7 separate regions of the Mus musculus genome follow, and regions 2, 3, 4, 5, 6 and 7 are each linked to region 1. The links are chromatin contacts, called in public Hi-C, HiCAR-type and HiChIP or PLAC-seq maps. All regions are on one chromosome and are shown on one strand. The core of a region is the stretch at or near the end of the contact, and the rest is flanking DNA. Distances in the headings are between cores, read along the strand shown. Region 1 holds the start of Sri (sorcin). Region 2 overlaps Cdk14 (cyclin-dependent kinase 14). Region 3 overlaps Cdk14 (cyclin-dependent kinase 14). Region 4 holds the start of Cdk14 (cyclin-dependent kinase 14). Region 5 has its middle 40 kb from the start of Cdk14. Region 6 holds the start of Cldn12 (claudin 12). Region 7 has its middle 20 kb from the start of Cldn12.

Region 1 (3,632 bases), core at 358-2,857:
GAATACTGATAGCAACTCTTGTGCTTGGAAGCCGATGCTTCTTTACAGCTCTTCTCTACTTCCTTTGTGGGTAAATGATTAATTATCGAATTCAACTGAAAGTAGCTAACTATCATAATTGGGCCATAAAATAATTAATTACTAATATTTGTCTTTAGGTTAGGCAAGCAGAGGTTTTATGTTCAGATCTTGAATTTCTTCTCTGTAAGCAGCCCTTGTTCTATCCTGACAATACAAGTGAGGAGGTATACACTTTGTAGATCTTCAAAGTATATTTATATTCCCCCTTTGGGTCAGTCTAATCCCAGTCCAATCACAAGCTTTGAACTGATCTATTATTGATACAGGCAATACTCTGTCCAAATTTGTCCAGATCTAAAATAAAGACTGTTTTAGTCTTCCTTTCCTTTTACCTTCTTTCAGGCAAAGGGACTCATTTCCAGAGCAAAGACTGTTTTTGTGCCACTGCACTAAATGCTAACACAAACAGAACATAACAATTCTTCAGTATTGAAGGAAAGGCTAACCTGTCCAGCCACAGCAGCAAAGTAACCATATAGCGGATCCTGAGTTTGTCCAGGGAACGCAGGCCCTCCGGGAGCCCCACCATACTGTGAAAAAGAAAAGAAAAAAAAAAAAGGTAAAGGCATCAGAGAGAATTGAATTTATCTTAACCATCCAAGGCTTTTGTACAATTGACGCCTGTGCGACCTTCACAGTCTCTATCTTCCCCACCACCTTGACTCAGCTCAGTGACCCACCAGGCTTGTCCACTCCTGCTCCTGACATCTAAAAGCTGGAGACTTGGTCCAAAACAAGTTTCATGAGAGTGATGGCCACTAAACGCAGACCCACTTTAAAAATCCCTATTAACCAGCTTACAGAGGTCAGTGCACCGGAAGCAACCTGGTGGCTAGGCTTAGGACTGTTTTCCTGTTGGTTTTTACAGCCTTTGCGGTGTTTTTGAAGTACTTGAAGTACTAAGTAAGGCTGGAGTTAGTACAGGGCTGACAGGTGTGGCTTGGGAAGAACAGGGATGGCCGGCCCGGTTATATCTAAAATGAGGGTCCCTCTGTCTCTGACAGTACACCTCCCACATCTGCCTAAGTGGTCTTCCTCTAGGACTTCAGCTCATTTCTCCAGACTTTCTGGTCTCCCTGTCACTTTCTTTTCAAGGGAGTGACCACAGAACCATTCTAGATCAAGATGGCTGTTGTTGCTTTGGGGACATTCCGAGAGAGCAGGAAGTCAACACCAACTTGCACTATCTCACGCCACATATCCGAGTTACAGAATGGGCTTCCTGGGTCGCAGCCCACCCACCGGTGGGCCCTGGAAAGGCCCTTGGAAGAGATGGGGAAGAAAAATGGAGCCAAGGCTGGACATCAGGGTCCAGGCGAGCTCGCAGGGAGCATCTGGGACCGCCCGCGACGCCTCCTCCCGCTCGTCCGTGGCGCCTTCCAGTCTCGGGAGACCAGAGGCTGCTGTGCCCTCGTCCGCTGCACTTACCCCGCCTGGGTAGTACCCTCCGCCCGCGCCAGGGTGCCCGGGATACGCCATGGTGCAGACTGCGCCTCCGCCCTGCCTGTCTGCTGCTCCGCCCGTCCGGCCCAGAGCCGCCCCGGAGCGCACCACGCCGCCCCGCGGGGGCCGCCGCTCGCCGCCACCCACCCCGATCGCCCCGCGGCATCCCGAGTGCCGCCCGTTCCCTGCTGCCTCTGTGCTGTGTCAGCGCCGTCTGCGACCCACACTCGGGCGATGACCCAGGACCCCAGACGAGTTTATATCAGGACCCATTCTCCCTCTCGACCTAGTGGCACATTCCGACATCCACGCACAGCTAGGGGAGGGTTTTTTCCCCCCTTCTTCCTACTGTGCTATTTTGTAGAACATTTACTATTTACACCGGGTTGTTGGGTAGAGAGGACGGGATAAGAACGCTATGCACAACTGTAGGGAAGGGGAGAACAATTCCAGTGGGCGAAGGAGACACTTTACAAAATAGGAAAAAAAAAACTTTGAAAACCTGATGAAAACTTCTGAACCATGCAAGTGGGCTTTTAGCTTTGACTGAGGGTGGCCTGTTTCTTTGCCAACCGTTTAAGCTGAGTGTAGCTCAGGTGCGATTGCTAGGCGTGGGTGTGTGGGGTGGGGTAGAAGAGGGCAGTTTCTAGGCAGGACAGCCTCACCCAGGTCATTCATAGGAAAGTGAATTGTTTAATTTTCTGGATGATTCGAATAGAAACAACCCCAGTGGTGAAGCTTCCTGGAAAGGATGTGAAACTCACGTGGGTTGTTCAGATGTTTCACGGCTTCTTTTTTGTTTTTTGGTGCAATTGCAACAAGAGGTAATTGTTTGCTGGCTCCGGACTGTTAAGGACTGAACAGTGTTGGTTGGTCGATGTTTTGTTTGTTTGCTTTTGACTGTTTGCTCTTACTCTTTCCTTTTGAGATCCAGGTTCTCAGGGTAGCCTCTCATGGCCTCAGCCCCAGATGAGAGTCACCAACGGTTGCCTGCTTTATTGTTATTATTATTATTGTTGTTGTTGTTATTATTAATTTATTTTTATTTTTAATGACGAAACAAAAATATACCTAAAAGCGAAGCTTCTGGAAAAACCATTTGTTCATCCCTGTCTTGTATCGCTCCTCAAACTTGACCTTGGCCTCCCGCCTGACCTTGCGTTTGTTTCAAAGCTGGGTCCCTGAACACATCCTTGTTGACAACAGTCTTGTTCAAGGGGATATCCACAGAGTACCTTGTGGGCATGAGGTGGTTGTAGTTATAAACTTTCACAAAGGACTTGATCTTGGATCGCTTGGCGATTTTCTTCTTGCCCATGGCAGCTGTCACTTTTTGGGGATAGCGGTCAATTCCAGCCACCAGGGCATGGCTGTAAGGGCGGTCCAAGAAGCCATGGTCAATGTTCTTCACGATGACGGCTTTGCGACCGGAGTAGCATCCGGCCAGGACCAGCAACACTTTCCCGGGTTTCATGAACTTGCCCATCTTGACAGCAGGCAGCGGTACCCAGCAGAAAGGAAAGGAGGGCACTTCCGCTCTTGGTTTTGTTTTTAACATTTTGAGAAACACTTTAATGAACAAGACTGACCATAGTGTGTGACCAAGTTCTCTTTGGATACATAAGCTCCAAAACAGAAAGTTCTAAATAGCGAGAAACAATTCCAATAGTCCTTGTGATCACGTAGCAAAGGTGTAGCCTGTTTTACGTCTGCTTCTGGAGATAAAATTACTGTTCTCAAATACCATGGTCTTTGATTAGGCATTCTGAGGTTTTGTCCTGTAGTTTGGAACTTTAATCGGCTAGGTGAACAGGGCTCAACTCACACTTGAATTTAAGCTCTTTCAGGACTCGAGTTTGAAAATATCACAAAAAATATGTGTCACCAATAAAGCATTTGTGACTAATGCAGGCTTCATTTTATGGATAAGCGACTACATTAATTGTCACATTAGGAGACATTAGACTCTGGTTACTCCTCCCTTAAGAAGTGAATTTTAATGGAGGGCTGTAAATGAAATCCTTACAGCGATTGCCAACAAATTAATGATGAAAACAAAGATAAATTACACACACACACACAGTAATTAATGAGTGTCAGACCTTCAT
Region 2 (3,632 bases), core at 474-2,973, 2.9 Mb after region 1:
GTAACTGTTAAAACTGTTATTCTCTTCAGCAAGTCATTACAGATTTAAAACTCAATTATAGCATGAAGCAATATGGTCTAGTTGATATTTACATGACTCTTCACACAGTATTAGGATATATGTACATGGAGCATATGCTAATCGAAACCATGTTTGGTAGTAAATAACTCAGTTGAGGGCTAGTGAGCTGGCTCAGTGGGTAGAGGAGCTTGCTGCCAAGCCTGATGACCAGAGTTCTATCCCAGAACCTACAATGTATGAGAGAACCAATTCCAGAAGATTATCGTCTGACCTCCACATGTGTACTGTGTCATGTGCACACACACGTGCTCTCACACACAAATACATTCTAATGTTTGAAAGAACTGGAACCACAACAAGGATGTGGCCTCTGTTGAACTCAGTGCAACCTATCCTAGACTACTAACAACTGACAGGTGAAATGGTTGGGAGAGTTTCATGTAAATTAAAATCTTGTTCTTCCACCCGTTATTCTGAATTGTTCCTGGCTTAGAGAACATGGGAAGTAGAAATCTTCCTTCTGAGAGTTACCACGTGGATAATGAAACGTGCTGGCTCATGGCACCCGATGATAAATTCTTTCTCTGTCCTTGTCGTTTTACAGCTTCCCTGTTGAAAGGACTAAAGCACGCCAACATCGTGTTGCTTCACGACATCATCCACACTAAGGAAACCCTGACCCTTGTCTTTGAATACGTGGTAAGCGAGATAAGAAGGGGTCTAGACTGCATGTGTCACGTTTGAATAAAACTCTCAGTGTTAGTGAGTTGGTTTTTAAGTTGCTCTATGAAATGAATGTTTTTTCTGAGTACATGTGACATACATTTGCATAAAATCATGGCCATGTGACAGGCTTTTGAGTATGCATTTCGTTAGACATGTGGTTTATTTATAGCCTGTTTGTTACTAGTATGCTTACAGTGTGATTTGTAGGCATATCAAAAATGATGCTCTCTATCGAAGGAATTGAGAAACAACACAAATGGTTGTTTCCTTGGGATTTATAGCTTGGTTTTACAAAAGCACCCTTAGGTAGATTCTTCTGGGGGGAGGGAACAGGGCCGGGGATCCTGATCCTTACAATTTAGGCTTCCAAGTTTCCCACCTCAGTTATTTCATATATTAGCTAAAGCTTCCAATTTGTATAGCATTCCATGTAACAATCTTCTTGTGTTGAGGGTGTCACTGCTCAAAGACCTGAACTGCAATGGTAATTAATCTTTCTTCATTTCCCTCAGTAAAACATATGGTGTTTGTGTAACAGCGTCTCAGCATTTAACTGTGGAATCATGGAACGTAACCATGATAATTAGCATCCGAGTTTTCACAGATGGATCCGAGAACATGTAATTTATAAGATACAAATGACATCGATGCAGACTTTTTATTGAGAAGAATAGCTACCAGTAATTTGACTGTACTAAAGTCCCATTTTTTATAATTACCACACTATTTTTACTGAAATAAAAAAAAAAACACATTTTCTTTAAAAGTATGAAAGAATGAATATTTGAAGCAGTTTTATCTTGCTAATGTCCGCCTCTGTTTATCATTTGAACATTGTTGTCTCATGAAAAAGCCATTCATCTTGTCTATTTACATATAAATGATAGATACATTTGAATAATATGGTAATGCTGCACTAGGGCAGTTAAGCTAGCAAGTTGCATATATTACATGCTACCAAGAAAGGAAGCAGATTCACACATCAATGCAACTATAATTTCTTTTGTTTCCTTCATGATTTGGAGCCAGTAATGTAATGAGATGGATTGGACTTGGAGCTTTCCATTCATGTTTTCTAGTATGTCTGATTTACATATTTCTAAAAAATCTAGATTTTCCTATCTATACTTACTATCTTCTACAGTGCTTTACAGAAAGGATATTTATTTTTTCTATCTAATTAGGTAATTAAACTGGAAATAAAAAAGCAAATGTTTGGGACACCTAAATTAACAGACCTGGTAGAGAAACTAACAACTACATTGTGAAAATATCTTCAAATTTTAAAAGAAAGGGCAATTTGCTCATAAAGCAACAAAGCATGTGTATGTGAGATGCTGTGTCATCTGCTGAGGTTCTATGGAGGAGGCAGCAAAACAGGGTAATCCACTCCCTTCTGTAATATTTGCTGATAAGACTGATACACATTTTTCTTTGCGTGAGTGAGAATTTCCCTAGCCCCTGTGCTACTGGACATTGATATTGAAGGTCTTAATCAACCACAGGACAGGCACTCACATGTGAGGAGTATGGTCATGGTTTCTGATGGCCCTGCCTCCTCTTTAGATCTCCCTTTACCATGATTTTCTTCCCTTTCCTGTGGTGCTTGCCTTCCTCTCACTAGTCTCTGTGTCTCCATCTGTTCTCTGTGCTGAAGCCCCTTTGCTACACCTTGTTTGTTAGTTACATGGTGCTCCAGTGAACCACTAAAGTCAGAGTTTCAAGGACATTGCCGGTTTCTGTAGATATATTAGCCTGATTTTATGTCCGTTACTCACTATAAAGCTCATTCGTCTGAAGACTATCTAAAGGTTTTTGTACTATGCTAGCAAAATTCTTCCTCTTTGTATTTAGACTGCTGATACTATAAGAATGAAAATTCCTCCCCACTCCTGTAGATAGATTGCTCTCAACATATCTAGCAGAAATATACATTTTTTGCATATGCCCTATCACTAGGAAGAGATGGTGAGTCTGTAAATTGAAATGCCTTTGAGGAATGGATTGAATGGGTGTAATGTAGGAAGGCAGGGGTGTGATGTGGGCATAGGATGCTGAGACACAGATGAAGACAGGGTGGTGGAGGAGTGTTTGAGAGAACTGTGGCTTCTTTTTCGTGTGTTTAAACAGGGCCTTGCTATTGAGCCTCAGCTCGAGTTGAACATGAGCTCCTCCTGCTTCAGTTTCCCAAGCTTTGCGATTGATCATCGGCATGTGCCACCATGCTGAGCTCATTGTTAATTTTAATGTTCTCTTGTACTGTTGCATAAAACTATGATTTTTACCACTTTAAAAGCTGAGAGCTAGGTTGCGTTATTTTCATGCCCATCTTGCTTTGCCTTCTGATTGGTGTATATGTTCCCTGTTCATTGTGGCTGTACTTGGTTGTAGACTTTGGTCATAACTGGAATAGGAGATTTGTTTTCATAAAGCAAGATTCTATATTATTGCCCTATAAGGTCCCCTGCTCTGTAGTTAAACACACAAACATATATACACATACATATCTATCTGTCTATATATTCATACATAAACATGTGGCTTTGTTATTTAGTCTGCTCTGAAATCAATCTCAAATATTGCAATCTAAACTTTCCCAAAATTTATAATGATATTATCATATTTTAAAGTTGTTGGAACTTTCCTCCTGAGGAGCATTATTTTCATCGTTCCATGTCACTAATAATACTTCTCACTGGGTCTAGTGGCATATATTTGTATTTCCAACCAGTCACAAGACTGAGATAGGAGAGTCACAAATATAAGGCCTGACTGGAGACCATGCTAAAGGCTAGCCTGGTAAAATTAGTGAGATTCTGTCTCCAAAGGGAATGGTGTGGAGAAACTTCTCCATGGCAGAGAACTGCATTTGTTACTCCTGTTGG
Region 3 (3,632 bases), core at 796-3,295, 2.7 Mb after region 1:
GGTTTATCTGTTTTGACCTTAAAACTGATACCCATCAGCCCTTCTTCAGAGGATCCCAGGGAAGGAAACTTGCTGGATTCCCCCTTGTTTAAGCTCTTAGCTTCACAGAAAGCAGGTCATTGGCTGGAAGACAAAGAAGCAGAGAGCATCAGGGTCATTCCTTTGGGGAAGTCGTTCTCCACTTTATCTTGGGGGCCAGAGATTGGTTTAGGACATGTGAGGGATCGGGTCTCTTAATGTCCCCCAGAAAAGCCACTGTACTACCGTTCCATCTGACCTTGGATGAGTCCTGGGGAATTTTGTTTTTGGTGCCAGTCAAACTTAACAAACACCAAATGGGTCTGGCCAGAAAAATGAACCAAAGAAGCACTGTTACCTGCAAACCATCCTTAGGGTAGATCAGCCAAGTGACAGACTGGGACACTGATCTTATCACCATGCTTCAGGAAAGTTAGTAGTAAAGAAACATACACACAGCTTCACGTGGTGATCCTTAGCAGCCTGAGGAGCCCCCCCTAAACTGTTGGGGCCTTGACTCAGGCCAAACAGGGATTGGAATTTGTGGCTTCAATTGAAGGAATTTTAGAACTGGCTTTTATAATGAAGATATTTTAATGTAGGCTTAAGCCCGAGGGTTAAGGAAAAAGAGGACACATGCAGGTATGAGCGTATATTCCCAAGGGGAAGTGGCCTTCACAGATGGAACGTTTTAACATAGCATGGACTTTATGTTAAATTATTTATCTTATTTATAAAAAAAGAAATGCAGGATTATGTATTTGGGGAAGAGTGTCAGCAGACAAAGGCCAGATGTAAATAAATCAAAATGTTTTGAAGGCAAACAAAACAGAGACAAAACAAAGCAAAGCCCAAAATGCTTTCAATAGTTTTCAGATGAGCAAAAGCTGAAGACAAACCCAAACAACCAGAATCCAAAATGCCTTCAGAGGTATGAAAACAAGTAGAAAATCAAGCCAGATGTCTAGACCAAAATGTTCCCGAAGCCACACAAGCAAAATAGACACCTTAAATCAAACACTCTGGAGAGAAAGTAAGCCCTAAACAGCATCTACCAAATAGCATCCTTAAACAACCATACTGGGCTAAACAAATTCGTCATCAGCCACGCCCCAGGGAGATAAGGATTGTGCCTGGTGGCTCCGTGCCTGTTCCTTACTTGCATGAAGGAGGCTTCTCTAGTGAAAAGTGAGTTATTCTCCTAGCCCCACATTGGGTGCCATTATTATTGACATAATGTAACTCGTATCTCAGTGAGACTAAGAGAACATTCTGGAGCCAAATATGAGTGTCTGAGTGACTGTCCAGTATAGAAACCAAACCAAAATAAAACAAAATAGTACAAAGAATGCCAGCTATCAGGACACTGATACAGATATCAAATACAGTAGTGGAACATCAGAGAGACAGGTTACACCAAGATGGAGAAATCACTACCATTTGCCTCAGATCCTATTAGCTTTGGGGTTGGTGGAAACTAATGGTCGGCCAAAATAGTATGTTCCAAAGGGAAACTAGTGCTCTGCTGTAAGTTGGAACTTTCTGTGTGATGCTTGCAAAGCCCTTAGGTTAGGGACAGAGGACTGTAATACAAGGCTCCGAGAGGCTGAGAGGGCTAAAGATGCTTCATATCTGGACTTGGAGTGTTCCAGACTCAGCGGAGCATTGCAGCTCTGAGCAGCTGGGCAGGCACATGGAGGGTTCTTTTGAAAGTCTACGTACTTTTTGGATTTTTTTTTATCCCAAAAAGCTCAGTAACATGTTTTTTAAAAATGATAGTTTTTCCCCTTGATATTATAAAGTCAGTGATAAGCTGAGCAATTTACCCTGAAAGGACTGAGTTAGCCAGAGCCAGGCTGACTCCATGAGAGGCTGCAAACTGGTAGTCTGGGAGACTAGGCCTAAGTTTTCTGTTTCCTGGATATGAGAACCTGGATCCAGGAACCTGTGGTCAGCCAACCACTACTGTGGGCAGCCAAACCAAGGATTCCTTGCTACCCTGGAAAGTCCCCAGAGTCCTAACCAATCACAAAGGCTCCACAGCCCTGAAGACAGAGCCAACCACTCAAGGGAAAGAGAAGCAAAAGTCACCCACTCCTACGCTGACAGGCTTTAAACTGACCCTGCAAAGCATACACCCAGAGAGTCTCCATTGGTAAATGGGGAGACCCCCTGCGTGCAGGAAATCCTTTATTTGAGTCTGGGGTATCATTCCCCAGCAAAGCATGGACCCTTACAATCCATCTAGACAAGGGCATTTACTCTGCCCTGTGTTCTGGACTCATGACTCCAAGTTCTTAGGTTTCCATTGTTGTAAACTGTATTTCCTAATCTTTGAGCTGTTTAAAGCTCTAACAGTTCAAGCAGTGGAGGGAGTGTTGGCCTTTTGGCTAAGAGGAAACAACCTGACAGAGTTCCAAAGTAGGACAAAGTTTGGTCGTCACAAGCAGCCCTTAGGGAGGAGGCTTTGCAGCAGCTGTGGATTCAGGCCTGTGATCAGGCTCCTCACTCTGTGACTACAACACAGTAGCTGAGTCACCCTGAGCCCCAGTGTGTCCTCCTGTGTGGTAGCTGCCAGGCCTCCCAGTACCTTGAGCCAGGGTGGTATGTGTGACCTGCCTGGGGCCGCCAGGCTCCAAAGCTCCTCAAGAGTGAGGGAAATATCTAGTGTATGTATTAATATAAAATACCTGGTGTGTAAATTAAGGCCTCAGTGTCTTAGCTTTTTTCTTCTTCCGTATAGACATTTGAGGCTAGTCTAAAGAAAATAATTGAAAAATGACTAGACTATCATATTTTACTATTTGCAAAAGATTTAATTCATATACCAACTGGCCTTTTACACCTTGGATATTTTTGTCCTGTTAATCACTTACAACAATGTCTTAAGTCTCGGAAATTCATTACAAGCCTCTATAAGAGAGAAGGCTTTGTGACAAAAGCCAGCTGCCCAGACATTTCCCCTCTCCTCACCCATCCCCCAGCAGGCTGCTGAAGCAGTGTGTTGGCATGGCTCCAGATTTCCTGAGTGACAGAATTGTTCCCAGGCCAGGAATGAGAGGAAGATGGCTCCAGCTACTTTGCTGGCTTCTGATGGAAGCCTTTCAAACTGACTCAGATCCAGCACTTTCTAACCGTTGGGAGCGCTGCTTTCAATCTGGAACGCAGAAGTCTTACAGTTAAGCATGGTTCCCGAGTCTACTTTTCAATTTTAGGAAATCCCTTTTTTGGGGTGTGTATGGCAGGGGGTACCACGAAACACTGTGAGTTGCTTGTAAGCTACCGTCCCACTTGTACAAACAAATACCATTGATTTTGATCTCTGCCTGTGTTTCCCACCTGGAGCTGCGCCCAGGATCTGAGCCTCAGTTACTGACTTTTTTTTATTGTATTCTGAGAGGGGAAAGTGTATCCACTGAAAGGCCGGGAATGATTGACTATTGTCCGTGGAATTTGTTTATCTTTTCCAAGCCTACATTCCTAGACTGTGAGAGAACTGGGCATCCCTGTGAGTGCACTTGGGCCTTGTTAGCCCCCCTCTCTTGGCATCGTTTTTAATAAAGGCTTTCTCCTTTGGGAATGAATTCAGGGATTTAGGGATAACCCCCACCCCC
Region 4 (3,632 bases), core at 651-3,150, 2.7 Mb after region 1:
ACGTGTAGGTACACATACACAGCACATGTACACAAAGGCTATCACACCCATGCACGTGCAGGTACACGCACAGCACATGTACACAAAGGCTATCACACCCATGCACGTGCAGGTACACGCACAGCACACGTACACAAAGCATGCCGGCTGCAAACACTCACTACTGAGCCACGACACTGGGCCTGTGTCTCTCTGTACTCAGATCAGACATTTCTAAAGGAGACAGCAGTACAGCTGCAGATACATAGCGCTCTAAGGTTTTATCATTAGCTATTTTTTCAACTTTGTTGACTGGAAGAAGGCATCAGTGTTTGGATCTCTCTCCGTCTCTTTTTTCTCTTTGTCTCTATCTCTCTGTGTCTCTGTGTCTCACTCTGTCTCTGTTTCTCTCTCTGTGAGTTCAGTTGTAACTGCTAATTTTCTAATTAGTCTGACCAAGTGGTAAATGTCAATAAAACTTTTTTTCCTGCATGAAGCCACAGTTGGTGCTTTCTGTAATTACTGAGATATGGCTGTCAGGACCCAACATCCCTGCGTTTAAACTCTCTTGACTTTGCTATGGATTCCTGGCTCTCTCCTGTTAGGGGCTTGGCTTGACTAGCTAGCAGCTTTTTATCAGTGGCAATCTACCAAAACCCTGTAATGTGCTCAGCACAGGGCAGAACAAATCAGTGTTCTACCTCACAATTTAAGGAAGGCAGGGGGCTAGTTTTTGTTTTAAGATAAACATCTTTCGACAAAACACAAACTCCCCAAAACTTCCTTTAAACTAAACAGCATTGTCACACCCACAAAAGCTCCTATTACTTACCCAGCCAGATGACTCAAGATCACTAACGTTTCTTTCATAAGGACTTTGCTGGCCCATAATCAGTACACCAGGCCAACCCCCATCTTCCTTCACCCTCCCCTGGGAGACTGACGTTTGGAGCACCTCATTTATTAGAAAAAAAAAAAGACTGTTTTCTGCCGGAACTGTTTGTCCCGGGGCTTTTTAAAAAAGCCACTCTTAAGATCCTTTTCAAGTTCATTCACTGAAGTGGGGAAAGGAGGTGACAATAGGTTGTAAGTTTACCGATGACCAGAGTATCCTGCTGAGGAGTCACCCACAGTGACATTCCTGTCACCCAGAGACAGGGCTGAGGCAAAACGCAGGTGCCCTGACTTCTAGAAGTTCCGGGGTGGGGAGCATTTTCAGCTTTTGCACTGTACCCCAATAAAATGGGGCCTCTCCTGCCCTTTGGAGCACCCACTTTCCCTGCAAATTAAAACCAACCACCCCACGCCATAAAGTCTATCCTAAACCCGAATGCGTCCCCAAGGTCTTCGAGCACCTCGTCGGACACTCCCCAACATTTCCGGGTCGTGGGCCAACACGGACCGCACCGGGTGGACTGGCCCGCCTGCGGGCTGCGGTCCCGGAGCGCGCGGAAGGAGCGCGGCCGCGGCGGGCGGAGCGCGGGCGGCCGGGAGGGGGCGCCGCCCGGGCGCGGCGGGTCCGGGAGGGCGGCGGAGGCCTGGGAGTCGGAGTCGGATTCGGAGCCGGAGCGCGGCGCGGGGTCGCGCGGGGGTCCCGGGCGCCAGGCCTCCGGCGAGGGCAGTCGCAGGTCTCCGTGCAGCGCCGCCCCTCGGGCTGGGGAACTTGTCCCGCTCGCCCGGTCCGCAGCCGCCTGCGCCTCCTCGTCCGCGGACCCCCATCTCCGGCCGCGGCCGCGCGGCTCTTGCTTACAAAGGAGGGAAAATGCGGCGGGCGGCCGCGCAGCGCGGGGGCCCCCGGGCGGCGGGGATGGCGGCAGCCCCCGGCACCACGTAAGACGCCCCCGCGCGCCCAGCCTCGGCCCAGGCCCGAGCCCCGCAGCCTGGCGAGCGCTGCGCGTCGCCCGCGGCCCGCGAGGAGGCGGAGGCGGAGGAGCAGGACGAGGCGCCGCCTTCCCCGCGCCGCGCGCCCTCGCCCGCCGTTGTCTGCGCTGCGCTGCGCTGCGCTGGACCAGTTTCGCGAAGTTGCCGGGGCCCTACGCCGCCCAGATGTGCGACCTCATTGAACCGCAGCCGGCCGAGAAGATCGGCAAGATGAAGAAGTTGAGGAGAACTTTGTCCGAGAGTTTCAGCCGCATCGGTGAGTGTAGTCGACTGTCCCCAGTGTCCTGCGGGCGATCCCGGGGCTCGCTCCCTCAGTCCCCGCGCCCACTCCGTGCTCCGGGCACCAACCAGGCGGCTGCCACCTCGGGGTGAGCTGCGAACCAGGGATGAAGGAGAGGACTCCAGGCTAGGGCAGGGACCAGCTGGAGGGCCATCCCTCTGCCCCCAGGACCTGGGCTTCGTTCGTGGACTGTCTTAAGCCTCCAATTTGAGTTCCTCCTCCCCGCCAATAGTATCTTTGGCGCCCGCAGTGAACCGGAGAGGGAACACCCGGTCCCCACCGCCATCGGGTTTCTGTGGCCACCTAGGTTACTTAAAGCGAGTTGGTTTTAAGTGCTTAGCCAATAATTTAGCTTTGGGAATTGTTGAAACGTTGACATGTGCCTGATGTTGTTTAATGTACTCAACCTAGAGGAAGTGGGACAGATACCTTGGGACCTTTTGTTCCGTACTCCGGGTCCTATAATTGGAGGTTTGGGTGTTCGGTTTGTAGGTCTTGAAACCTTCCAGCTGCTGTGGTGAAGGGTGAGCTGTGAAGTTGTGGAGACATTTATGAATATGTCTCCTGAACTTGCTCCATTAGTGCAGTCCAGAGGCTATTGTCTTCTTTAAAAAAAAAATCAACCAACTTAACAGAGCATAAACACACAGCATTAACAAAACAAAACAAAACAAAACGCTCAAGGAATGTTTAGGATACTTAATGAATACATGCTATAGGCTGCAGCAAGATGACAGCTGTGTCCGGTGGAATGGGTTTGTTGAATCTTGAGTGTTGGTGGCAGAAAGTGCCTGTAAACCTGGAGGCATAGCTGCTACCTAAACTTTGGTCCTTAACTTTCTTTGATACAGGTAACTGTGCAAAGCAAGGGAATCCTATAAGCCCCAAGCCAACACATGGGAGTGTCCCAGCATACCTTCTGGCCTTTGGCTCACCTGTTATGTTAGTGAAAGTTAATTAATTAATCATAAGCTAATTCCTTAAAGCCCTGATGTGCCAGTGAGTGTCTGCAGTCTGAAGACAGTTTGCATGTATGGACAATGAACTATGAAAACATGGATAAATATTTAGTCAAGCTTATTATTATTATTATTATTATTATTATTATTATCAATTTTGTTTGACACTTTGCTTTTCCTGAGAACACTGTAAATCATGTGCAGAAGTCATATTAGTCGTGCCTTTACTTATTACATGCGTTGAATGTACACAGACTCATTTTTCTGAGTTAGGCCTGTGAGTGTGGAGTCCTACATTCAAGTGAAGTTTGAAGCCAAGAGGAGTGTGAGAGTGAGGTGTGGAGTCTGTGCATTATTAACAAGGATGTTTCAGGGCTGGACCCAAAACACCACCCAGGCGGGTTCTGGAGTCCATTAGGGCCTGTTCTAAAGCACATTAGCTAGATAGTTACTAATGCTAATGATTCCGTTGGAGCCCCTCCAGTTTTGTGTTAAATAATTCATTGCAGTTGAGTCTCAGTAAGAAACCAAGG
Region 5 (3,632 bases), core at 723-3,222, 2.6 Mb after region 1:
CCGTTGCTGTGATAAGACATCATGACCAAGGTAACTTCTAAAAGAAAGTGTTTAATTTTGGGCTCATGGTTTCAGGGGGTTAGAATTCATGACCGTCATGCTGGGGAGTGTGGCAGCAGGCGTGGCACTGGAACAGTAGCCAAGAGCACACACCTTGATCTGCAAGTGGTAGGCAGAGAGAACTAAGTGGGGATGACATGGGCTTTTGAAGCCTCAAAGTCAGTGACACACCTCTTCCAACAAGGTCACACCTCCCAGTCCTTCTAAAGCAGTTCCACCAACTGGGGAACAAGTATCCAAATGTGAGTTTACGAGGGCCATTATCATTTAATCTACCATAGCTCATTTTAATTTTATGTGTTGGCTCCACACATGTATGCATACATATATGTATATCTAGCATGGGTGTTAGAAGAGGGTATTGGGTCCACTGGGACTACAGTAATAGTAGTCAGACACCATGTATGCTGCCTGAGTCCTCCATCCAACCCAGAGTCATCCTTGGGGGCAGTGGATGAGAAAGTTCGAAATCAATGGCTCAGATTCTGGGAGCAAGTAAGACCAGGGCAGCAAGTACATTTATTAATTCTCAGGGAGCAATCTTTATACCCTCCACTTGTGTCCCATTGGTCCCAAACAAGCATGGCCTCCAAGTGGCAGTTCCTGATTGGCTGCCATTTCATCACCAATCTCTAGGCTCTCAGGCAAGTTTTAGTTGGCCCTCATGCAGAAGTTGCCTCTATAAGGCTAAGTATCCCAGATTTTTTTTTCTCACAGAATTTTGGTGCTAGTGATATAAGTTTCTACCAAGACTTCTCTTGTTGGGTAGCCGGTGTTTGTCCTCTCCTTGGGACTTCACCTAGCCACTCTGTTCCTGCCAGGGTCTAAATGTCCTCTTAGGAAGGCGCTGGTCCTACTGGGTTAGAGCATATCCTGATAATCTCATTTTAACCTTAAAGATCTTATTTCCAAAACAGTTATATTCCTAGGTATTGAAGATTAGGAATTCAACATAAGAATTTTCAGGTAGCTGTGGATATAGCTCATTCAGTAAAGCACTTGTTAAAGGAATGTAAATATATCAGATACACATGTATATATGTGCATATTATACACATAAATCTATCTAAATACATATTTATATCTATATGTTTATAAAAATATCTATCTTATATCTATCTATCTATCTATCTATCTATCTATCTATCTATCTATCTATCTATCTATTTCTATATCTATCTCTGAGAGAGAAAAAGAGAGAGAGAGAGAGAGAATCAGATGTGGTGGTGTTTGTGATCCTACTACTGGGAAGGCAGAGACAGGTCAATCCCTGGGGCTCACTGGTCAGCCAGCCTAGCCTGTCTGGCAAGATCCAAGTCAGTGAGAGGCCCTGTCTCAAGGGAAAGAAAGGTAGATATGGAAGCCAGAGGACTAACGTCCAGTGTTATTCCTCAGATGCTATAGGACTCTCTCTCACACACACACACAGAGAGAGAGAGAGAGAGAGAGAGAGAGAGAGAGAGAGAGAGAGAGAAAGAGAGAGAGAGGGAGGGAGAGGGAGAGCCAACGCCACTTACGCCCCTGTGACAGAGCTTCAGAAAAAGCTGTCACCTGAAAATCTCAGTTACAGACCAAGCCTGCATTAGACTTCCTTTCTGGGCCCTGGTCTGCTTTTCTGGATCACATTATCATCAGTAAGTTCTACTTACTATTTCTGGTCACATTGCTTTGGTCAAAGGGGAGTCATAGGCCCATTGCTGGCTATAAGATGGCTGACAAACGAGCTACATATTCCTGAGTTTAGCAGAAAATACGGTTTATTTTGGGCCAAAGGAGGCATAGATATTAGGGGACACTTAATAGAGTCAGGCTTTTATTGCTGAGATCTAAAAATATCCCCCTAAAGGTCAAGTGTTGAAGGCGTGGTCTGTGGTCAGTGTGGTGAGTCAGAAGTGACTAAAACCTTAGGAGGTGAGCTCAGCAGAGGAAGTAAGTCACTGGGTGGGGTGTGGAGGCATGGCGCCCTCGGTCCTTCCGCGGCTCTTTCTGCTTGTGCCTTTGCTACTGAGTGTGAGCAGCTCTCCTCCTCTATACACTTCTGCCCTGATGTTCCACCTCAGGTTACAGCAAGACTCGAGTGCAGTGCCACAGCACCAGGTTCAATACCGAAAGGGAAGCGGCAAGGGGAACCTGAAGACTGCTGTGGAGGAAGGGACTGAAGAGCTAGAGGTACACAGAAAAACGGAAAGAGGAAGAAGCTTTTAAAGCCTGACTCTGGCCCTTCCTGTTAGAGCTGTGCCTTAGTTCTGCTTTTAAAAACTCTAAATTGCGTATAAATTCCAGTTTGAGTTTCCGTTAAGCGTGACTTTTCTACCATATCACCCAATCACCTACCAAGCACATACTGGCTTTCAATGAATAATTCAGAGAAATGGGCCTCACTGTTTATCCTTATTGGAAAATAATTGCTATAATAACAAGTGGGAAACAAGTCTGATGGCTGCATGATAATGCCTGTTGATATTTCAGCTGTGTAGCTACAAATGAGAACTACCCTAATCCTAACCCTAACAAGTAATTTGGGCTTGATCATTGCATAACCAAAAGGTTTGCAAGCATTCCATGTCTCTTCAAATGCACCTTACTTGACTTTAAAGTTGTTTTTAGTTGAACAGAATTCTGCTGCAAGCTAAAGCAAATTATACAGTAGGCAGAACACCCTTTCCATATCAAATAGCTTTGTTCATTCAGAAAGTAGATCATCCTGTCAGCAATTCCTATGTGTGATGACTGGATTTGAAGAAGTCTTGCTGGTCATTTGTTGTCTTACTACCAAGAATGACTCAATCATGAGTCAAGCACTCATTTTCCTCCAGTTTCCCTGTGTAATGTTTCAAATGTTTCCTGTTCCTTGGCATAATTTACTGAAATGAAACTAGAACAAGATCTTTTCATCAGATAGAGTGGAAACAATTCACCATTTAGATGAAGAAAAAAAAAAACAATAGACGCCTGCCCAGACCTCACACTGTGGACAGCAGTGATTTGAGAAGGATCAGAGATCTGGAGAAAAAAGTTGAAACTGTCCTCTTTCTTAAAGCAATCATAGGAAGCTTTGGTGGTGACGATTTTTAAAGGAAAACACAGCGGTAGCCATTAAAGGGAAAGGGGCACCAAGACTATGCCTGCAGGGGCTTGAGACCTTTAAGGCCAGGCTGCTCTTGGAAAGAACCTGAATTCATCCTTAGCACCCACAGCAAAGGACTCACAACCACCGGGAGCTGGAGTCTGCGGAGCCTCCCTGCTGGGACAGGCTGTTCTTCATCTCACATAGGGGACATGGAGGACAGATCACACAGCCTGCGCCAGGCTGTTCTTCTCTCTCTCTCTCTTTTTAAAAATTAGATATTTTCTTCATTTACATTTCAAATGCTATCCGGAAAGTACCCTATACCCTCCCCTCACCCTGCTCCCCAACCCACCCACTCCCGCTTCCTGGCCCTGGCATTCCCCTGTACTGGGGCATAGAATCTTCACAAGACCAAGGGCCTCTCCTCCCAATGATGGCCGACTAGGCTGTCTCCTACTACATATGCAGCTAGAGACGTGAGCTCTGGGGGTACTGGTTAGTT
Region 6 (3,632 bases), core at 686-3,185, 2.5 Mb after region 1:
GTAAAAGTCCAGTTGTTACTATAGCAACACAAAATGGAAAGTATCATTAGCCAAGTCCTTGTTATATGTGAGGTACTGTTGTGCTTTTCTATGTTTTCCTTCTTATAAGATTTAGATTAATTTAATTTTCATGATTTTCTGGCACAAACACACTGTTCTACAGATGGAGACCATAAAACACAGCGGGTCTTCTTGTCCAAGGTAACAGCAGGGCAGAGTCAAACAAGAATGGGGTGGGATCGTTTACAGTCCTGTCAACTCTGAGAATTGAGTATCCTTTTTTGAGAAATTGCAAGTGAGAAGCTACAGACCATTTAAATGAATAGTATACAAAAAAAAGTGTGTACTTGCTTAGATTCAAAAGTTGTTCCCTAGCCTAGAGGTTCTTTGCAATTGATACCTACTAGGAAAGAGATCAGTTTTATCCAAAAGGACATCAACCACAGGAGCAGTTGGCTACTGCAATCAAGACTCCACGTCTTCTTGATTAGATTTGGTTTGGGACTTTTTGTTTGCTTTATTGAGTTTTGTATGTTTGATAAATAACATGAAGTTGGGTGGGTAGGGAGGTGAGAAAGATCTGAAAGGAGTTGGGGGAGAGGGAAATATAATCAATATTTGTATGAAAAAATTAAATAATAAAAAACTTGTCATCACAGAGGCCTGGGATATGGGAGGCGCCCAAGAATTCTATGGGGGTGACCTTAGCTGTGACAGCAATGGAGATTTGGAATCTGAAGAGCTTACTTCCTGTAGCGAGACAGGAACCCTGGTGGAGTGATAGAGACACCGATCCACACATAAAACTTTCAACCCAAAATTTATCTTGTCTACAAGGAATGCAGGCACAGGTGATGGAGCAAAGACCATCCCATAGGCAAGCAACAATCCCTGACACTATTAATGATACTCTGTTATGTTTGCAGACAGGAGCCTAGCATGGTTGCTCTCTGAGAGACTCCAATCAGAAGCTGACTCAGACAGACGCAGACACCCACAGCCAAACAGTCTCCAGAGCTTGGGGACTCTTACTGGAGAATAGGAGGAAGGATTGCTGTGCCCTGAAGGAGATAGGAACTCCACAGGAAGACCAATGGAGTTAACTAACCTGGACCCTTGGGGCTCTCAGAGTCTGAACCACCAACCAAAGAACAAACACAGGCTGGACCTAGGCCTTCCAGCTCATATGTGGGCCCCAAACAACTGGTGTAGGAGCTACCTCAAAGCTGTTGCCTGTACTTGGGCTACGTACCTGGCTGGGCAGCCTTGTCTGGCCTCAGTGGGAGAGGAAGTGCCTAGCCTCACAGAGAATTGAAGTGCCAGGGTTGGGGGGTCGAGAGGGCTCCCCGACTCAGGAGAGGGGGTTGATGGGGATAGGGGCAGTGTTCAGGATATAAAGTGAATAAGAAAAAAAAAAGATAATTAAAGAAAAGAGTTGTCAACATCGACAGTTTTTGTTTCTCTATTTGTGTGTATGTATATAGTGCGATGGAATCAACTGGAATTCACAGGCATCATTTTTGCTCTTTTTAACTTAAATACTGTGTATGAGTCCTTTGACATATTTATCTGCACAGGATGCACATATCAGAGAAGACGAGAGAGGATAGCTGATGTGTAGAAGAGTCAAATTAGAATACTTAATAATTAGTTTTATGTATGGAATTTTGCTGCAGTAGGGTATCTTTTGCCTATAGTTAACCCCAGAAGTAACAAGCAAAGTGCCCCTTGTAAATTTGTGTGGCTATGGAGTTAGACCTTTTTTTTTTTTTTTTTGCACTTAATGAACAACTTTTGATTGAGTAACCAAACGAATCTCAAATTTGTCCCTCATGCGTGTGATTGAGAGCATTCTAAAGCAAGCCGTAAACCTATCCCTAATAAGGTGCAAGAGGAAACGAGGGAGGCGGGACCCGGAAGAAGGAGGTGGTCTCAGGAATTGGCCCGCGGCCAGCGGCCCGATGGATGCTAGGAACTGTAGTTCCCGGCAGCCAAGGTATTCCCGAGCGGAGCCAGGGGAGAGCCTGACTGGTTCCCTGAAGCCTCCGGGGCGGCTTCGCCAGAACGCACTTCCGCGGCAGCGGAGGGAGACCAAGGAGCCGCGGCTCGGAGTGGGTGAGCGGGATGCCCGAGCCGTGAGGAGCCGGTAGGTGTGGTCAGGGACGCTCCCGTTTCCGAGTCTTTTGCAAGTAGTTGAAGGTGTTGCGTGAAACGGCGAAGCGGCGGCGAGTCGGCATTTGAAAGGTTGCCCACATGGGTGGACGTGGAAAAGTGGCCGAGGAGGTATTTGGTACCGCGTTTACAACGTTTTCGTCCCCTCCGAGGAGTGTGGAGCCGCGTTGCCGGGGCAGCCGAGGGCTGGGGGCGGGCGGGGGTGCGAGCTGCGAGCTGCGAGCTGGCTGCTATTTTGGACCCAGCGGCTGACGGCGCTGGTTGTGTAACGCTGACCTGCTCGCTCTCCCCACGCACCGGGCAGGGGTGGGCGAGCGGCGAGCGTGCGCCCGGGGAGGGCTCACGCCATTGGCTGGGCGCAGCCGCCCCCCCTTTGCCAGGCTCGGCCGCTCGGGGTCTCCTGAGGACGCGGCTCCCACCCGGACGTGCCGATCTGGCTGCTGCTGTCCCTCGACACTGCCCTGCTCTGCGAAGGGGCTAGTCTTCACTGCAGAACTGCTATGCCAGGTGACCTCATGGCAAAGGTTGCCCAGGGGTCCGATTGGGGTCATTGATTGTAAAACGAGCCCTTCTGACTTCGAAGCAACAATCTTGATTGATAACAACTCAAGAATCGTAGATGGGAGGTGGGGAACCTCGATGGAAATCAGCACCCAGGCCACATCCTGCATAATTACTGTAATAGGGCCAGCGATAAACGCCTGGATCCAGGAAGCTGCCAGGCGTTTATGAGTTTTTCACTCATCCTACCTGTTTGAGTTAACTAGTATTCCAACAGGAAGTCACTCCTCTTTAGAGATATGAAAACATACCAAATGGCAGGTTGAGCCAAGGACGATAGATACCACACAACATAAACTAAAAAGGACATACTAGTTGCAAATTTTAGGTTGTACAGAGCAGATTAGTTTTGTCTGGTTTTATGGTAAATACCGTCTTTTAAACATTTTAGAAAACAGTGCATTTCTTTTCATTCCAAGGCAACTGCATGGTGCTTTCTTTCACCGTGCTCCTTATGACACGGTAGGCAGGAACTAGATCTTGAAAAATAAATCTATTAATTTTTTTCTTAGATTTCTAACCCAGTAAAGTGATTTGTGATTTTTAATTTTAGCCTTAATTATCCCGAACTTTCAAATCACAAAATAAGAGTTATTTTCCTTTGAGGCTCATATCTAATAGTGAATATAAGAATAAATTGCCTGTGCTATTTTTTTTGTTGTTGTTGTGTTTTTGTTTTTGCTTTGTCGTGGTGCTGGCGTTTGAACTTTGGGCCTTCTACATGATGGGCAAGCATTGTAGCTGAGCTACACCCCTAACCTTAAACTGCCTTTTTGAAAAACTTATTGCTTGCCTGTTTGGCTGTAGCATTTTATTATTAAGTCTAGACAATTACTGCCCCCCCCCCCCCCCCAGTTATATGTGAGTTAAAATAGAGTTGCGAAGGAAGGACTGTAGTA
Region 7 (3,632 bases), core at 806-3,305, 2.5 Mb after region 1:
TTTCAGCTTTGATGACTGCAGCACAATTCGTTCTCCTGGTTCTACTCCCTGTTAGCAGCTTTCTTCTGCAGGTATTCCACAGCTCTTGTATCTCTAACATCTTAGAGTCTCCAAGGCAACCCAACTTCATAGCTTCTTGTTCCAGTATCTGGGATATGCACATCTGAGCTCATCCAGATGACTGGTTACTTCTCCAGCTCTGCCCTATGTAGCACTCTAGTCTCTGACTAAGTCTACCTGTTCCTGGTGGTCGTTCCATGGTAGTGGCATCTCCAATACCCTGGAGTTTTATGTTGCAACTAGGCTTCACCAATGGCCTCTCCTAGGCTTTCTTCATGGTGCCAAGCCTCAACTTCTTTGTATGACCTTTTCAGTCCTGGGCCGTCCACTGAAACTGAGGCTGTACCTTCACCAATGGCCTTTCCTGGTCTCTCAGAGTGCCAAGCCTCAGCTGCTCTCCCTGCCCCTTTATGCCTTCAAAACCAGTACCACCTGGGTGACTCTTACACATTAGCAGGCCTTGGCCACCTCTGTAACACAGCGTCTTTGTGCTCTCAGAAAACACTCCCCAGAAGATTTCACCACAGTGATGTCATCTTAATCATCACTAGTTTTTTCCCTGCAGCTAACCAGCATCAGCTGGCCCAGTAACCCCTTTTGACTCTAAAGCCAGAGCCACATGGCCAATGCTGCAAGTTCTGTTGTTTGTTGGGGCTGGAACATGTTCACCTTGTTCTGTTACACCTTTCACTGCCTGGGTTTGGCTATCCTAGTGCCTGCTCTGTAAATTGATCTTGAACTCAGATATCTGTATGCCTCTGTCTCCTAAATGCTGGGATTAAAGGTGTGTACCACCACACCTGAACCTGAGCCTTTCTTTACCTTTTCACTTTTACAAGTTCTAGATTGTAGTTCATTCCAGATGTAGTCAAGTTGACAACCCAGAATAGCCACAATTCCCTTGTTATTTTGACACATAATCAAATCTCCTTATGTCGAAATGAAAACAATAACCAGACCATCATAATGCCTAACATAACTATCCCTTGTTCAACTGTAAATGCATAAACAATAAGCTTAATTGGGTGTAATCTTGCCCTGAGGTCACCACTCCCTTAATTCCATTTAATATTCCCGAACACAGGATTTAGCTCCATTGCATTTCCTGGTGCCCCTTTAATGCTTGGGCCATGTATTTTGTATTTCCCTTTCTAAGCTTTCTACCCTTGACCACAATGTTCCTCATAAGAGTTAACTACAGGATAGAGTCTAAATTTAGTTGATTAGAGAATTCCTTTGTCAATGCAATTAATCTGAATTTATTTATTTATTTATTTATTTATTTATTTATTTATTTTTGGTTTTTCAAGACAGGGTTTCTCTGTGTAGCTCTGGCTGTCCTGGAACTCACTCTGTAGACCAGGCAGGCCTCGAACTCAGAAATCCACCTGCCTCTGCCTCCTAAATGCTGGGATTAAAGGCATGCGCCACCACTGCCCAGCTTAATCTGAATTTCTTTACCTGAGCCTCAGGCAGACTCCCAGAAAAGAGCAAAAGGCAGCCATATTCTTCACCAAAACATCCTAATAATGATCTCCATGCAACATACTAAAATCCCTTTCTCCTGAAACCTCTTAAGCTAAGCCCCCACAATTGAAATCATACTCAGCATCAATGTCTTTCATAATTCCTACTGGGCTATCCCATTAAGCCACACTTAGAGCATTGCTTTCCAAATCCAGAGTCCCAAACACCACATTCCTCCAAACATAACGCACCATCCTATCACAACAATGCCCCAGTCCTTGGGACCAAATTCTGTCTTAGGCTTTCATTGCTATGAAGGGACAATACAACTAAGTTGACCAAGGCAACTAAGGAAAACATTTAATTGGGGCTGGTTTACAGTTTCAGAGGTTCAGTCCATTATCACCATGGAGCTGAGACTTCCACATCTTGACCTGAAGGCAGCCAGATGGACTCTCTTCTGCAAGCAGCCAAGAGGTGGGTCTCTTCTGCACTGGGTAGAACTTGAACAGTGGAGCCTAAAGGCCAACTCCACAATGACACTTCCTCCAAGGCCACACCCACTCTAACAAGGCCACACCTCCTAATAGTGCCATTCCCTGGGCCAAGTAAATTCAACCTATCGCAGGGTTTGAGTCTGGGTAGGAATGTGTTTGTTAGTGATTCCTAGGTTACTGCTAAAGAAATTCATGATTTACTGTGTAATTATTAAAATGTGACTGAAGACGTAGTCTATTTACATCTTTTAAAAGCTGTTAGTTTTTTCTTAAACAAAAGGAGAAAGCCTAGATTTGCAAAGACAATTTAGAGTGTTATGTTCACTTGTGTACATATGCAACAATGAGGCCTTAGGTTGGATCCCCCTGAGCTGCAGTTTGCAGACATTGCAAGATACCAGTCTTGTTTACATGAGTGCTGGAATCTGAACTTTGATCTTCATGATGGAGTAGCAACTCTTTTTGGTTCTGAGCCTAACATTTAATGGCTGAGCTATCTCCACACTCCCAGGTTAATGTTCTACTTTATTAAAAATAATTGAAAAGAGGGATTGTTCAAGCTACCCAATGCTGGGTTTGAACTGCAGCATTGTTGTTAATTTACATCGAAATACATATTTTAATATTTCCTGAAATGTTTTTCCCAAGGGTATTCATTCTACCTTTCAAAATATATTTTCAAAATAGCTGCATTTAAAATATAGTTACTAATGCAATAATAAATCAGGAAAGGCAGATTAAAAGAAAGAAAAAATAAATAAGGTAGCTCAGAGCCCTATGAGACCATTCAACAATGAGAGTTGTCTGCCATTCTACTGGTATTATTAGCTTTTCTAGAGTCTCTTAATATAGTTACTGACTCAATATGCAGAAAGCTGCTTTGCATATAGATGCCACTGAACTTATTCAAGATGATGCCAAATTGATTTCACCGTTCAATTACAACAAGTGATGAGAAATAGAAATCATGTATATGACACATAACAGATCCTGTATGGATCTTCTAGGCCCTCTAAAACGAGGGAATGATGCAATTGATCAGCTACTGATAGGAATTGTGCTAGAGGCTTCAGAATTTCATTTTTAAAAACCCACCATGTCAATGCAAATGTTTCAAGAAAGAATTATCTATCACTTAGCAACAGACTAAAGAAGTTCTAAAGAAATACCCTAGTTCTTTATATAACCAAACTCCATCACCTGCAGGAAGTAACCCTTAAGGAATTAAATTTGACAAGTGGGTGTGTTTCACTTCACAGAGCTTGGTAAACTATAATATGTGTACCACACTGTAGACATATTCAGGATTTCAGTGGGCGCCAGCTTTATCTTCTGAAAAGGTCGATTATGTAATTACGCATTTATTAGAAGTTATGACCATTATGGGGATACCTGTACAAATGAAGACTAACAATACTCCAGCACTGTCTCTAGGAAAATGATGCAGCTTTTATGCACATATACACACATATATAAACATACATATATATAAAAACATATTTATACATATATATTATTAAATTATTTTATTTACATTCCAGATGGTGCTCCTCTTCCCAGTTCCCCCTCCTCAAGTTCTTCACTCCATACCCCCTCCTTTGCTTCTGA

Evidence for each region. A called contact is a pair of places that touch in the nucleus more often than the background predicts. HiCAR-type assays count read pairs that join an accessible place to other places. HiChIP or PLAC-seq counts read pairs in DNA pulled down with a chosen protein or histone mark.
Region 2: a contact with region 1 is called in an H3K4me3 HiChIP or PLAC-seq map of embryonic forebrain, with 10 times the contacts expected there. The contact joins the enhancer-like site here to the promoter of Sri in region 1. A contact is called at or near these places in 7 of 39 promoter capture datasets (the 3T3-L1 cell line, the C10 cell line, cranial neural crest and 3 more) and 1 of 115 datasets of contacts at active chromatin or transcription factors (embryonic forebrain).
Region 3: a contact with region 1 is called in a HiCAR-type map of astrocytes, with 4 times the contacts expected there. The contact joins the enhancer-like site here to the promoter of Sri in region 1. A contact is called at or near these places in 3 of 39 promoter capture datasets (3T3-L1-derived adipocytes, cranial neural crest and frontonasal cranial neural crest), 2 of 115 datasets of contacts at active chromatin or transcription factors (astrocytes and bone marrow-derived dendritic cells) and 1 of 9 other capture datasets (liver).
Region 4: a contact with region 1 is called in a HiCAR-type map of astrocytes, with 8 times the contacts expected there. The contact joins the promoter of Cdk14 here to the promoter of Sri in region 1. A contact is called at or near these places in 11 of 39 promoter capture datasets (the 3T3-L1 cell line, 3T3-L1-derived adipocytes, cranial neural crest and 7 more), 3 of 115 datasets of contacts at active chromatin or transcription factors (astrocytes, bone marrow-derived dendritic cells and embryonic forebrain) and 2 of 9 other capture datasets (adipose tissue and liver).
Region 5: an H3K27ac HiChIP or PLAC-seq map of bone marrow-derived dendritic cells shows a contact between it and region 1, with 12 times the contacts expected there. The contact joins the enhancer-like site here to the promoter of Sri in region 1. A contact is called at or near these places in 13 of 39 promoter capture datasets (the 3T3-L1 cell line, the HPC-7 cell line, HPC-7-derived erythroid cells and 8 more), 3 of 115 datasets of contacts at active chromatin or transcription factors (astrocytes, bone marrow-derived dendritic cells and large pre-B cells) and 1 of 9 other capture datasets (liver).
Region 6: a HiCAR-type map of astrocytes shows a contact between it and region 1, with 7 times the contacts expected there. The contact joins the promoter of Cldn12 here to the promoter of Sri in region 1. A contact is called at or near these places in 15 of 39 promoter capture datasets (3T3-L1-derived adipocytes, the C10 cell line, the HPC-7 cell line and 11 more), 7 of 484 Hi-C or Micro-C datasets (LSK cells, Th1 cells, adipose-derived mesenchymal stem cells and 4 more), 10 of 115 datasets of contacts at active chromatin or transcription factors (VIP interneurons, acute myeloid leukemia, astrocytes and 7 more) and 4 of 9 other capture datasets (adipose tissue, liver, macrophages and 1 more).
Region 7: a contact with region 1 is called in a Hi-C map of liver, with 3 times the contacts expected there. The contact joins the enhancer-like site here to the promoter of Sri in region 1. A contact is called at or near these places in 7 of 39 promoter capture datasets (the 3T3-L1 cell line, cranial neural crest, frontonasal cranial neural crest and 3 more), 1 of 484 Hi-C or Micro-C datasets (liver), 6 of 115 datasets of contacts at active chromatin or transcription factors (acute myeloid leukemia, bone marrow-derived dendritic cells, cardiomyocytes and 3 more) and 1 of 9 other capture datasets (embryonic stem cells).

Annotation. Positions count from the first base shown.
Region 1 is chr5:8,054,517-8,058,148 of GRCm38.p6, reverse strand. It overlaps Sri (sorcin), which reads right to left and starts at 1,607. Exons shown (of 8, transcript NM_001080974.2): 1 at 1,510-1,607; 2 at 528-611. The coding sequence starts at 1,560. It also overlaps the pseudogene Gm15730.
Region 2 is chr5:5,132,407-5,136,038 of GRCm38.p6, reverse strand. Cdk14 (cyclin-dependent kinase 14) reads left to right here. Exons shown (of 15, transcript NM_011074.3): 6 at 626-720. Among named protein-coding and RNA genes, the nearest start is that of Gm30151, 240 kb to the left of the region's middle. Within about 2 kb of position 1,723, at least 11 of the 459 cell types and tissues checked have an H3K27ac peak or open chromatin away from gene starts, as enhancers often do. A contact at or near this core is called in embryonic forebrain, where this site is marked.
Region 3 is chr5:5,342,359-5,345,990 of GRCm38.p6, reverse strand. The region is part of intron 2 of Cdk14 (cyclin-dependent kinase 14); the gene reads left to right. Among named protein-coding and RNA genes, the nearest start is that of Gm30151, 27 kb to the left of the region's middle. Within about 2 kb of position 2,045, at least 204 of the 459 cell types and tissues checked have an H3K27ac peak or open chromatin away from gene starts, as enhancers often do. A contact at or near this core is called in 3T3-L1-derived adipocytes and astrocytes, where this site is marked.
Region 4 is chr5:5,378,519-5,382,150 of GRCm38.p6, reverse strand. It overlaps Cdk14 (cyclin-dependent kinase 14), which reads left to right and starts at 1,900. Exons shown (of 15, transcript NM_011074.3): 1 at 1,900-2,116. The coding sequence starts at 2,026.
Region 5 is chr5:5,418,666-5,422,297 of GRCm38.p6, reverse strand. No RefSeq gene overlaps it. Among named protein-coding and RNA genes, the nearest start is that of Cdk14, 40 kb to the right of the region's middle. Within about 2 kb of position 1,972, at least 179 of the 459 cell types and tissues checked have an H3K27ac peak or open chromatin away from gene starts, as enhancers often do. A contact at or near this core is called in the HPC-7 cell line, astrocytes, bone marrow-derived dendritic cells and 2 more, where this site is marked.
Region 6 is chr5:5,513,279-5,516,910 of GRCm38.p6, reverse strand. Cldn12 (claudin 12) reads left to right here and starts at 1,935. Exons shown (of 4, transcript NM_022890.2): 1 at 1,935-2,146.
Region 7 is chr5:5,532,679-5,536,310 of GRCm38.p6, reverse strand. No RefSeq gene overlaps it. Among named protein-coding and RNA genes, the nearest start is that of Cldn12, 20 kb to the right of the region's middle. Within about 2 kb of position 2,055, at least 8 of the 459 cell types and tissues checked have an H3K27ac peak or open chromatin away from gene starts, as enhancers often do. A contact at or near this core is called in liver, where this site is marked.